2 separate regions of the Mus musculus genome follow, and region 1 is linked to region 2. A link is a contact called in public Hi-C data. All regions are on one chromosome and are shown on one strand. Each heading gives the region's core, a stretch centred on a gene start, on an enhancer-like site or on the middle of the called end of the contact. The rest is flanking DNA. Distances are from core to core; before and after follow the strand shown. Region 1 overlaps 1700055D16Rik (RIKEN cDNA 1700055D16 gene). Region 2 holds the start of Borcs5 (BLOC-1 related complex subunit 5).

The links. Hi-C and Micro-C count contacts between places; a contact is called where the count stands out from the background.
Region 1: a Hi-C map of epidermal suprabasal cells shows a contact between it and region 2, with 2.6 times the contacts expected there. The contact joins the enhancer-like site here to the promoter of Borcs5 in region 2. A contact is called at or near these places in 29 of 39 promoter capture datasets (the 3T3-L1 cell line, 3T3-L1-derived adipocytes, the C10 cell line and 18 more), 9 of 15 datasets of contacts at CTCF or cohesin (CD8 T cells, the G1E-ER4 cell line, embryonic stem cells and 4 more), 110 of 484 Hi-C or Micro-C datasets (B cells, the Ba/F3 cell line, the C2C12 cell line and 56 more), 46 of 115 datasets of contacts at active chromatin or transcription factors (the 230-238 cell line, the NIH/3T3 cell line, SST interneurons and 27 more) and 4 of 9 other capture datasets (adipose tissue, embryonic stem cells, liver and 1 more).

Annotation. Positions count from the first base shown.
Region 1 is chr6:134,814,184-134,820,049 of GRCm38.p6, reverse strand. The region is part of intron 1 of 1700055D16Rik (RIKEN cDNA 1700055D16 gene); the gene reads right to left. Among named protein-coding and RNA genes, the nearest start is that of Crebl2, 13 kb to the left of the region's middle. Within about 2 kb of position 2,744, at least 25 of the 459 cell types and tissues checked have an H3K27ac peak or open chromatin away from gene starts, as enhancers often do. A contact at or near this core is called in the HL-1 cell line, the SN4741 cell line and epidermal suprabasal cells, where this site is marked.
Region 2 is chr6:134,636,905-134,642,642 of GRCm38.p6, reverse strand. Borcs5 (BLOC-1 related complex subunit 5) reads right to left here and starts at 1,703. Exons shown (of 4, transcript NM_026371.3): 1 at 1,386-1,703. The coding sequence starts at 1,443.

The sequences.
Region 1 (5,866 bases), core at 1,495-3,994, 180 kb before region 2:
GCCACCCAGTGGAGTTTTCCTCACTGCTCTTCCTAGGGTGCTCACCTGAACTGTTTCTGCTGCATCTCTTCATGTGACGGATGAGTCACGGCTTTGCTACCCTGATTTGTTTGTTTTTATAGTACTGGTGGTTGAACAAGAGCTTTGTGCATGCTAAGCAAGCTGTTCCAACTGAGCCACGTCCTCAGCCTTTTTGTTTGTTTTGAATCTAAGAATGAAGAATCTAGCTCTTTTGCTCTCCCTCTCCCTCTCCCTCTCCCTCTCCCTCTCCCTCTCCCTCTCCCTCTCCCTCTCCCTCTCCCTCTCCCTCTCCCTCTCCCTCTCCCTCTCCCTCTCCCTCTCCCTCTCCCATCTCCATCTCTCTCTCTCACTGGCTTTCTCTCTTTTACTCTTTCTCATTCTGTAGACCAGTGGCCTTGAACTCACAGAGATCCTAGGATTAAAGGCATGCTCCACCACGGCCAGGCAAATAGTCTCTTTTTATACCTGTTTTCAGACTTGGTTTGACCAGATATCATCATCATCATCATCATCATTGTCATCATCATCATGAGTGTGAGTGTGTGTGTGTGTGTGTGTGTGTGTGTACACACGAGTGAGTACAGACGCCACAGTGTGCATATGGAGATCAGAGAGAACTTTGTGGAGCTGAGTCTCTTCTACCTTTCTGTGGGTTTGAGAGTCACACTCAAGCTATTAGGCTTTCATAGCAAGAACTTTACTGTCTGAGCCACCTTTTGGGGCCCAAACTGGTATTTTTCTAGAGCTTTCTGCTAAAAATTTTGGACAAGTAAATACAGAACTCTTCAGGGGTTTTGCATAGTTAAGTTTGTCCTTCCTTCCTTCCTTTCTCCCTCCCTCTTTGGTTTTGTTTTTTGAGAGAGGATTTCTCTTTGTAAGAGCCTTGGCTATCCTGGAACTCATATGCCAGGCTGTCTTAGAACTCCCAGAGACCCGCCTATCTCTGCCTCCCAAGTGCTGGAAATAAAGGCCTGTACCGAAGCACATACTTTCTATTGCCAGTGAACTTTGTTTCTTTTTGTTCTTTAGTTATTTAAATAATCACTATGTTTCCCTAATAAGAGAGAATAGTCAGAACTAATTAGTTCTGCTACAGGGCTCATTTTGTAATACAGCATGAGGCTTTATTTATTTATTTATTTATTTATTTATTTATTTAGAACAGGGTTTTATGTAATCCTGAATGACCTTGAACCTGCTATGTATCTGAGGATGATGTTGGGCTCCTGGTTACACAGCACCTAGCTTAACAGGAATTTTAAAGTGTGTGTGTGTGTGTGTGTGTGTGTGTGTGTGTGTGTGTGTGTGTGTGCTTATTATATGTGAGGGTGTTTATGTGGACTTCAGAGGACACCCTCTGGTATAACTGCTTGATTTCAGCTGGCTTGAGCCAGGGTCTCTTGTTTGTGGTTTCATATGCTAGGCTAGCTGTTCCACAGGCTTACCAGGATCCCCCTGTTGTTTCTTCCCATCTCCCTTTAGGAGCTCTGGGATGACCTAGCTTGTGTCAAGTTGAATAAAACGTAAATATGCTTAAGCACTTTCCCATCTCCCCAGCCATCCATCTCCTTTATAAACTGTCTTGATGCTGGGGAAGGAACCCAGACCTATAGATAACACTCTACCTCGGTGTGACATTCCAGCCCCTGGTATTGTGCTTCTTTATTCTTTGTTGTTGTTGTTTGTTTGTTTCTAGACAGGGTGTCTCTGTGTAGCCATGACTGGCCTGGAACTCACTTTGTAAAGACCAAGAGGCCCTTGAACTCAGACTTCTCTGCCACCTGAGTCCTGGGGTTAGAGGCCTGCACGACATGCTTGGCTCCTTATTAATTTTTAAGAGAATAGGCTGCTGGGAATTATTCTTTCCATGATTCTTAAAGAGTATCTCTAGCTTGCTTAGCTTTATCTTTAAAAAACTCCAGGCTCTGGCATGTCTCCTTAATTGGCATCCTTTCTCAATCAGCATGGAATTTGTTGTCCTTCTTCATTCTGTTCGTGCAGATGAAGACCGGTACCTGCTTCTTACCTGCCTGCCCTGTTGTAGCTTCCAGAGGACAGATGGTACCTCCTTTCCATCAGAACTCATTCCTCCCCACCCTAGCTCATCCCACACTGCAGGGTCCTAAGCACGGTGGGGTGTGGTCTAACTACCCTTGCTTGGCTTTTCCAGTCATATTACGTGTTTCTGCCCCACCAACTTCCCTTGTTTCTACCCCTCAGTTTGGATGTTTGGCTCTCCTGGCTGCCCAGCTCCTTTGCTCTGCCACACCCAGGCATGAGACAAGCTTCTGGAAGTTTCTCTAGCTGCCTGTAGGGTATCTAGGTCCCCAGCCAGCCCTAGGCATTTGTCTTTGTTTCCACAGGTGCTATTGCTAAGCTCGGGTCATTTGTGGGGAGTTGGGAGGAGGCTGTGACAGACTTAGACCCTCTTGGGTACCCTTCCAGGACGCTGCCTTCCCAGCTTTTCCTTTTCAGTGCCTCCAGCAGACAGGTGGTCCTCCCGCTGGTAGTAAATTCCTGGGTATTTTTACCCGGTGCTCCATAAACAAAAAGACACTGTTATTAGAAATGTCACTGTAACCAGGCGTATGAGTCATTTTCCCCATTAATCATTTTGCCAAAGAAAACAAGTTGCCATCCAAGCTTGTTTGGAGAGATGCTTGCTATGCGAAGGGAAGAAAGTTCAAGCACCTGCCTGAGGCTCCTGTCAAGGCTGGAATGACATAGCCGGTGCTCTGGTGCGTCTGAAAGCAGCCCTTCCCTGTGCAAGCTGCTGCTAGCTGTGTAGTCCACACTGAACGAGTCCATACAGGAATCTCAGTGCCAAAGCCTTGGAGAGTGAGGCCCTTCCACAGGGACTCAGAGTTAAAGAGAGGTGCAGCTTATACCTAGCTTGTCTGTATCAAGAAGTGTCATCACTACACAGACATCTTCCAGGGCAGGCAAGATGGCTCAGGGAGTAAACGTGTCTGCTGCCAAGCCTGATGACCCAAGTTTGTTCTCTCCAACCTACATGGTGGAAAGAGAGAACTGACTCCGAAAGTTGTCTTCTGACTTCCATATGTGCACTAGAGACTGGAGGATGGGGGTGGGGGTGGGGGTGGGGGTGGGAAGAACAGGATAGAGGTAGGGAGAGAGAGAGAATACATGTGCGTGTACACCCACACCAATAACTGAACACTAAACTGGGTCTCTACCCTCAAGGAGCTATAGTGGGAATGTAGAGATTCCCTTACATTCTTATAAATGAGTATTTCATGAACAGCTGCAGGATAGTGTGTTAAGATAATACAGCATAAAGAAAATAGGAAACACGGCAAGTTCAAAAAAGGAATACAAGTTTGTATGTTTGTTTGTTTTCAAGCAGGTAGGTATAGAAATATTTGTAAAGGCACAGTGGATTGGAGTAGAGTGGGGAATCCCAAACGAGCAGGTTTGGGTGTAGCAGACATCCAGAGGTAAAAATCAGTCAGGAGCTAAGGGCAAAGAAGTGGGTAAGTGACCGGTGAGGAAGCACTTTGAATGGCCAGCTTAGGAGACTGTATGTGGTTTGGGAGCCACGGTGGCATCAGTCTTTTCACGTGTGCCTAGCATTCCATGTTTCACTCAGGGCAATTTTTTGAATTATGTTTGGCCATATGTATGATATGTATAATACAGAAACAAATGTTAAAGTGCAAGGGCCTCTTCAATAACCCACGCCTGTGCGGGAACTCTGATGTAAGTCTCACCCAGGCCAATGACTTGCTTCCTGCCAGGCACTCTCTGCCCGATGGGAGCAATAAATCACAAAGTAGATATTGAGATAGCACCCCAGATAGACAGTATGGCTACCTGGCAGTGCCCAATATGTGTTTCCAAATATTTGCTTAGCTCTCCCTTCACCTACCTATTCTAACCTACTCTATTGTAATGTCCCCCAAAAGGGACAGGAACTGTGTGTGTGTGTGTCCTTGTGTGATGGAAGTAGAACCTAGAGCTTGGGCAAGCTGGGCAAAAGCCCTCGGTTACGGAGCTACACTACAGTCATTTTGGGTGGGTGGGAGGCTGAAGGAAGAGTCTCCAGGGTGGCCTCAGATTCAGTATGTGGCTGACTTTGGATTCTTGATACCCCATATCTGCTTCTCAAGAGTTGGGATTACAGACACATACCGCTATGCGAAGCTTCTGACTTTGTGTTTAGTCAATCATATATATTAGATACTGTCCTGAATCTGTGGGGTGGAACACCATATGTTCCCTTTTTTTCCTTTGAGAATTCCTGCTTTCCTTTGTTTTATTAATACAAACATGTAGAATTTCAATGATATATCTCTGTTCTTGTGTGGATTTATGTATAAGATAGAGTCCTAGTGGAAGAATTTCTTGATCACAAACACACAGCAGAGTTCTGCAAATATTGCTGTTTTGCTTTATTTAGGTTCATTTTATTATCTTGTGTGTGAGTTTTTTTGCTTGCATGTATGTAAGTACATACATACATGTATGTATGTATGTATGTATGTATGTATGTATGTATGTATGTATGCTGTAAGTACACTTCTGTGGGTACCTGATCAGAAGAGGGTGTCAGGTCCCCTGAGACTGAAGTTATAGAGGATTGTCAGCACCCACATAGGTGCTGAAGATGGAACCTGGGTCCTCTGCAAGGGCATCAAGTGTAAACTAGGTGTTATGGAGAATGCCTAAAGTCCTAGTATTGGTAGACAGTGGCAGCTGGCCTCTGAGTTCAGGGTCAGCCTGGTCTACAAAATGAATTCCAGGACAGCCAGACCTTGTCTTGGGAGTCTGGGGAAGAGCATCTAGTGCTTTTAACCACTGGGAAAACTCTCCAGTCTGCTCTTTTCTTTTATATGCATCAGAAATATGTTCTTTCATCGATATCTGTACAGTGTCCCATACGCTTATCCATGTTTGTGGAAGGAGTATTCCAGTTTTTGTGACTGGGTCTTGAGTAGCCAGGTTGGCCTTGAACTCACTCTGTATTCAAGATTGACTTATGATATTTCTGCCTCTACCTCCCAAGTGCCAGGGTCCCAGGCCTGCTCTGTGTCCCATGTCTGCTTAATGTGATGCTGAGGGAACCCAGGACTTTGTGCATGCTGGGCAAGCATGCCAGTTCTACCAACCCAGCTACATCTTCAACCCAGAAATTTACATTTTAAAGTCATGCTTATTAACAATTCCTCCATGGAGACTGAATCTTACATTTTACTCAGAGAAAGACTTCTCCATCACAAGATTATACTCAGAGACTATACATAAATTGTTTCATTTCAATAACTTTATCATTTCACTTTTATATCTAAGTGTTTACCTGGCATTTATTTATTTACTTACTTAGTTTGAGATATGGTTTTGCTATTTATCTTAGGTTGGCCTTGAACTCATTATGTAGCCTAGGTTGGGCTTGAATTTGTAACAATCCTCCTGCTTAGTTTTTCAGAGTGCTGGATTTATTTTTTTTTAAGAGAAAAAAAAAGGTATAGATTTGCTATTCCTCTGCTTTTAAATTTTTTTCATGATAACACTCCATGAATATTCTTCCTACAGATTTAGAACGGAACACACTGCCCTGCGCATAGACAGATGCTCTGCTTCTGGGTTACCCACCAGCCCTGAAATGCTCCTTTTATTATAAACCTATTCTGTTGGTCTATGGGTTCATTTGTGGATTGTCTCTGTCTTCCCATTGATATGCCCTGTCTGGTTTTGTTTGTAACAGCTGTTTTAATTAGTGTAGTTTCAGAAGATATTTTGAAATCTGATGGAACTAATTTCCTTTCATCACTCTCTTCTTGTTTATATTTCCAGATGGTCTATACTCATATTCTAATATCAAATT
Region 2 (5,738 bases), core at 454-2,953:
CTGGCTGGAACAAGAATGAATCCCTAAGCTGTCTTATTCTTGAAAGTTCTGGTAAACAGTAAACACACTCAGGCCCATCCGTCTGTCCTGAGGATAAATACCACAGAACTACTCCATCTTCCAGGAGCGAGCTTCTCCTGGTGCCTCACCGTGCTGGGGTGGGAGTGGGGGACAGATGACAACAACGATGGACCTCTGCCGCTTTTATTGCTTTTTCAGGAAAAGTTTATCTTGGCTTTGTCATTTATCTGACACTTTACAAAAGCAGTACCAGTCTTTTCTGCAACAAATTACACGATTCCTCCAGACTCAAAGGAAAAGGGACTTCAAAGCAGTTAGGCATTATTTATGCATAAAATTGGTAAAGATGTGGGCAAAAATGGGTATACTATAAACATTATCCTGGCACGGGATGTGTACGTTCTATCAGAAATGAGCCTATGCTCATTTCTATGGTTCCCGGATGAGCAACTGTCTGATAGGATGCTACACTACTTCCCCTAAAGTGTGCTTCTGGCCTGATACAGAAAAAAAAAAAGTATGAGATGAGCCATTTTTGCGGGTTTCTTAAAAACAGACGTGATACTCTAGGCCTTCCAAGGAATGAAAACATAACAAAGCTAGTAGCTGCAAGCCCCTGACTGCAGGTCTTGAAGGAACGCCCTTCAGCATGAATCATCTGTTAGCTTCCACATTTCTAAGTTGCAAAGATTACCAAGTAGAGAGCCACTCTGAGACTCTTTGGCTATGAGAGAGTTTAACTAATTAGGCTTGTAACCCTTGAGCCTATCGAGGGCCCTCTCAGAGGTTACCTAAGTAACAACAAAAGGACCAAATGGTTTTCAATTGCCAGCTGTTTTATTGAGCACTTACTACAGGTACAGGACAAAACCCTTCCAAATCCTACCCCAAATGCTAAGAGACGTCTAAAAAATGTGAACAGAAGATACACGAGAGACTGCCTGCCACCTGGCCAACTTATTTTTAAAATTATTAAAACAAAACAAAACAAAAAACCGATACCTGAGTGGCCAGAGAGCGGTGCCTGGAAATATTTGCACCCAAACACTGAGAGTGACCGCCCAGTGCTCACAGGACCCTTCTGAAAAGGTTCCTCGACACCCCGATTTTCAGAAAACCTGATCTTGGAGGACTCGGGTATGATCGATCCAGTGTGACCCAAGTCTCCACGTCAGTGTGGAGTCCAGGAACCGAACACTAAGTAGGTCGTCTTTTAGAAATTAGAGTGAAGCCGGGCAAGCCGGTTTAGGGGACTAGGACTGGGGCGGGAGGCCACGCTTTTTTTGTGTTAGGGAACACAGAGGGCCTGCACCGGGGCGGTCGGCTTCGCCAGCAACACCGGTGCGGGGAGGTGAGGCACCGACCTGAGGCGTTCAGATCGCCGGGGCGGCTCTCGGCCTCCGCGCTCTGCTCGCTGCCCATGGCCCCTGCAGCGGAGGGACACCGGGGCAGAGGCTAGGGAGAGCGGGGAGACCCCGCTGGGCCACAGACACTTGGAGAGGCGCCGCTGGAAAGCACGCCGCTCGCGTTGACAGGAGGCTCGGGACGCCGGCAGGGCTGCAGCCGCGACCGGCGGGCGGCGCTGCTGTCATTCACTGGCTCGGTGGCTTCAGCTCGCTCCTTCCGGGACGCCGATTGGCCGGGCCGGCAATGCGCGGCCTTCAGTTCCGGGTTTGGAGGTCCCGCCTCCAAACCCGAGGGGTGGGGCGGGGCAAGAGACGCGCGCTGGAGGCTGGGGCGGCGCTGCCTTAAAGGGCTAGGCTTCCCCAAGGCCAAAGATGTCCAAAAGATAAAGCCTTTTCCTACCCCCGAAGACACATTAATTACCTTTGAGCAACACATATTAAGAACCATAATGCTGGGGCTGGAGAGATGGCTCAACGGTTAAGAGCACTGACTGCTCTTCCGAAAGTCCTGAGTTCAATTCCCAGCGACCAAATGGTGGCTCACAACCATCTGTAATGGGATCTGATGCCCTCTTCTGGTGCGTTTGAAGACAGCTGTAGTGTACTCATATACATAAAAATCAATTAATAAATAAATCTTTTTAAAAAAAAAAAAAAAGAACTGTAATGCTGGTTATCTTCAAACGACTTTACAGAATGGTCTGGGTTTTTGTTTTTGAGATAGAAGTTCACTCTGTATGACCCTGGTGACCTCGAATTCTCGATCCTGGCTCAATCAACAGAAGTGCTGGGTTACAGGGTAAACCACCACCATGTCAGGCAAAAATCGGTATTTTTACACCTATTTTACCAATGAGGAAGAAAGGTAGTCTGTAGCCCTCAAATTTCAATTCACACTAGTACAGAAGCAGAGTTCTTTTCTAAACTTTGAAAGCAGGGAGTTTTGTAGTAGGAGGCCATACAGGAAATGCCAAGACTGTGTGTGTGTGTGTTTTAAGGAGTTAGAAATAAGTAAGAAATTGTTAGAATATGCTGTTTTATTGACAGATCACTATGGAACTACCAGAAGCCAGGAAGATAAACAGCTAATACAAAAAAAGGAAACTGCTTATCTGAGCCAATCTCATATAGATGGGTAGTAACCCAATGCCTTATAGGGATTCTCTCATCTGTTTCAAGATATTACAAGCAGCTTGGCTTTATGATGTATGCCTGTGTTGCTAAAATTCCTTCCTTGGGGGAGATATAAATACATCTATACCCTTCTACAGTCTCAACTACCACCGAAGTTCAATCCCTTTAAAATATCTAATATCTTGAAATTCAAAGTCTTTTTACAATTCAGTCTCCTATCTGTGGGCTCCACTAAAATACTTTCATACTTCAAGAGGGAAAAATACCAGGGCATAGTCACAATCAAAAGCAAAATCAAACTCTGACTATCCAATGTCTGGGATCCACTCTCGATGCTCTGGGCTCCTCCAAGGGCTTGTGTTACTTCTCCAGCTCAGCCCTTTGTAGCACCCACCTTGTTTTCTAGGCTCCAGATGCCTGTACACCAGTGTTGCTGTTCTCAGTGGTACTGGCATCTCCAAAACACTGCTGTTTTCTGCTACAACTGGACTGCACTTTCACTCTCATAGGCTCTTTTCATGGTGCTAAGCTTCAACTTCTCTGCATGACCCCTTTAGTCCTGGGCCTTCAACTGCCACTGTGGCTGCACCTTCACCAGTGACCTCTCCTGGCCTCTCACAGAGCCAAGCATCAGCTGCTACCCCTTCATGTTTCAAAACCAGTACCACCTGGGTGACTCTTATACATTACCAAGTATGGGTCCTACATGAGGCACAACTGTGGTTGTCTCCAGAACACAGCTTCTGTGCTCTCAGAAAACACCTTCCAGAAGATGTCACCTCAGTGATGCTGGCCTCTTCTTTATCACCGCTAATTTCGTAGCTCCAGCTAACCAGCATCAATTGCCCCAGTAATGCAAAGGTTTCGCTTTAGTAGTCCTGGTATCTTGTTAACCACAGCTGATCCTTCAGCTCCAGCTAACCAAAACCACAGAATCTTCACAATCAAAGTAGCAACAGCCCTGGTAAGATTCTTTAATATCGCTGGGCATTGGTGGCACATGCCTTTAATCCCAGCACTTGGGAGGTAGAGGCAGGCAGATTTCTGAGTTCGAGGCCAGCCTGGTCTACAGAGTGAGTTCCAGGACAGCTAGGACTACACAGAGAAACCCTGTCTTGAAAAAACAAACAAACAAACAAACAATAAAAGATTCTTTAATATCCCTCTGAAGTTTCACAAGCCAGGCCTCCATTTTCTGCACTGTTCTCAACATTATCTTCCAAGCTCCTACACAACATCCCACAGAGCTCTTAAAAACCAATGCTCTTCTAGCTCAAAGTTCCAAAGTTCTTCCACAGTCCTCCCCAAAACATGGTCAGGTTGTCACAGGAATACCCCACTATGCTGGTACCTGTTGGGAGCGACCGTGTTTGAATGTTAACTGCCTTGTTAGCCATAAGTGCTTACTTACAAAGTCTTGGCCTTAGTGGAAAAGCACTAGCTTAGTTTAGATTTCTGTGGGAAAAAGTTGAGGCCTCTATGGAAACTACTACCCCCAGTTAAGAACAAATAGCTGTAGATCTTGTGGACAGGTACCTTGCAACCCATTCTGTTCTGTTCCTCCTGCTGAACTTTTTACCTAGCCAATAGCCTGCTTTTGGGAACAGGTGCGTTCTCCCAGAAACAAAGCAATTCTGCGAAATCCCCCTCCCCATACCCTGCTTCTGTGGGCATAAAATCTGCCTGGGAACAATAAAAATTTGACAGCTTGATCAATCAGACTTGCTGTCAGTCCTTGTGCTTCTCACCTCTCGTTCTCTCCATAGGTGGTTCCCCAGACCCTGGTCGACTGTCCCAAAGGCCGGGACAGGTACCAATTTGTCCTAGTCAGGGTTTGTATTTCTGCACAAATATCATGACCAAAAGCAAGTTGGGGAGGAAATGGTTTATTCAGCTTACACTTCCATTTTGCTGTTCTTCACCAAAGGAAGTCAGGACTGGAACTTGGAGGCAGGAGCTGATGCAGAAGCCATGGAGGGGTGCTGCTTAGTGACTTGCTTCCCCTGGCTTGCTCAGTTTGCTTTCTTACAGAACCTAGGACTACCAACCCAGGGATGACACCAACCCACAATAGGCCTTCCTACCCTTGATCAGTAATTGAGAAAATGCCTTACAGCTGGATCTCATGGAGGCATTTCCTCAAGGGAGGCTCCTTTCTCTGTGATAACACCAGCTTGTGTCAAGTTGACGCACAAAACCGGGCACCCACCTATGTATACAGCTAGTATACATAGAGTCCCAGCCTTTCATGTCTTACCGATATACCCTAGCTCCACCCAGATACAATTCTCCACCCCCAAAGCCACCTTCAAGCAGAATTGCATAGAACTGCTTGTGAAGAGGGGCTGGATAGTCAGATGAGATTCCCCTTACCCCCTCTTTCCTTCCTGGAGGAAAAATAAAGTCAGAACCCCCCACTGTGGTGATCTTTGGCTAGCAGGCCCAGCTGGAATCCTGAAGATAGCAGTAGTTTGACTCAAAGTCATGTACAACAGCCTGTACTCCAGTACTCAGAGACTGTGGTGGTGGAAACAAGAGGATCAGGGTTTCAAAGTTGTCCTTGAGTACTTAGAGAGTTCAAGGCCATCCTGGTCTTCGTGACACTCATCTTAAGAGACAAAACAAGAAAAGGTCCTAAGATTTTGTGTATAAATATAGTACCAGCAGGGCCAGACTGACCTAGGACTTTGAGCTTTCTTTTGCTGTGCACAAATATGCTCTGTATCTTACCTCATTTAAACTTCACAGCTCTGAGGGCAATAAATATGCAACTTCTAAAGTTAGGAGACGGTGAAAAGTGAAATGACTTGGGCTGTGGTTTCAACGACTCAACAAGGCAATGAGAAGAATGCAAATAGATTTTTAAGTTCAGTATTTTATAGGAATAGAAAAATAGATATAAAATCTACCCAGAGATCAGCATAGGCTCCTAGAACGTGAAAGACTGTTTTGTTTGGGGTTTGGTGAACTGTGTGTTTTTGAGACGGGATCTCTATCTAGGCTAGTCTAGTGTTTGATGCACAGGCCCAGGTCAGACCATCTCCCTGCTTCAGCCTCCCAAATGCTGGGATGGCAGGTATGCCCTGTCGTGCCCAGCTTTAGAATGGTGAGAAAAGGTGAGGGGTTTTTGGGTTTTTTTTTTTTTTTGTTTTTATTTTTGTTTTTGTTTTGTTGTTT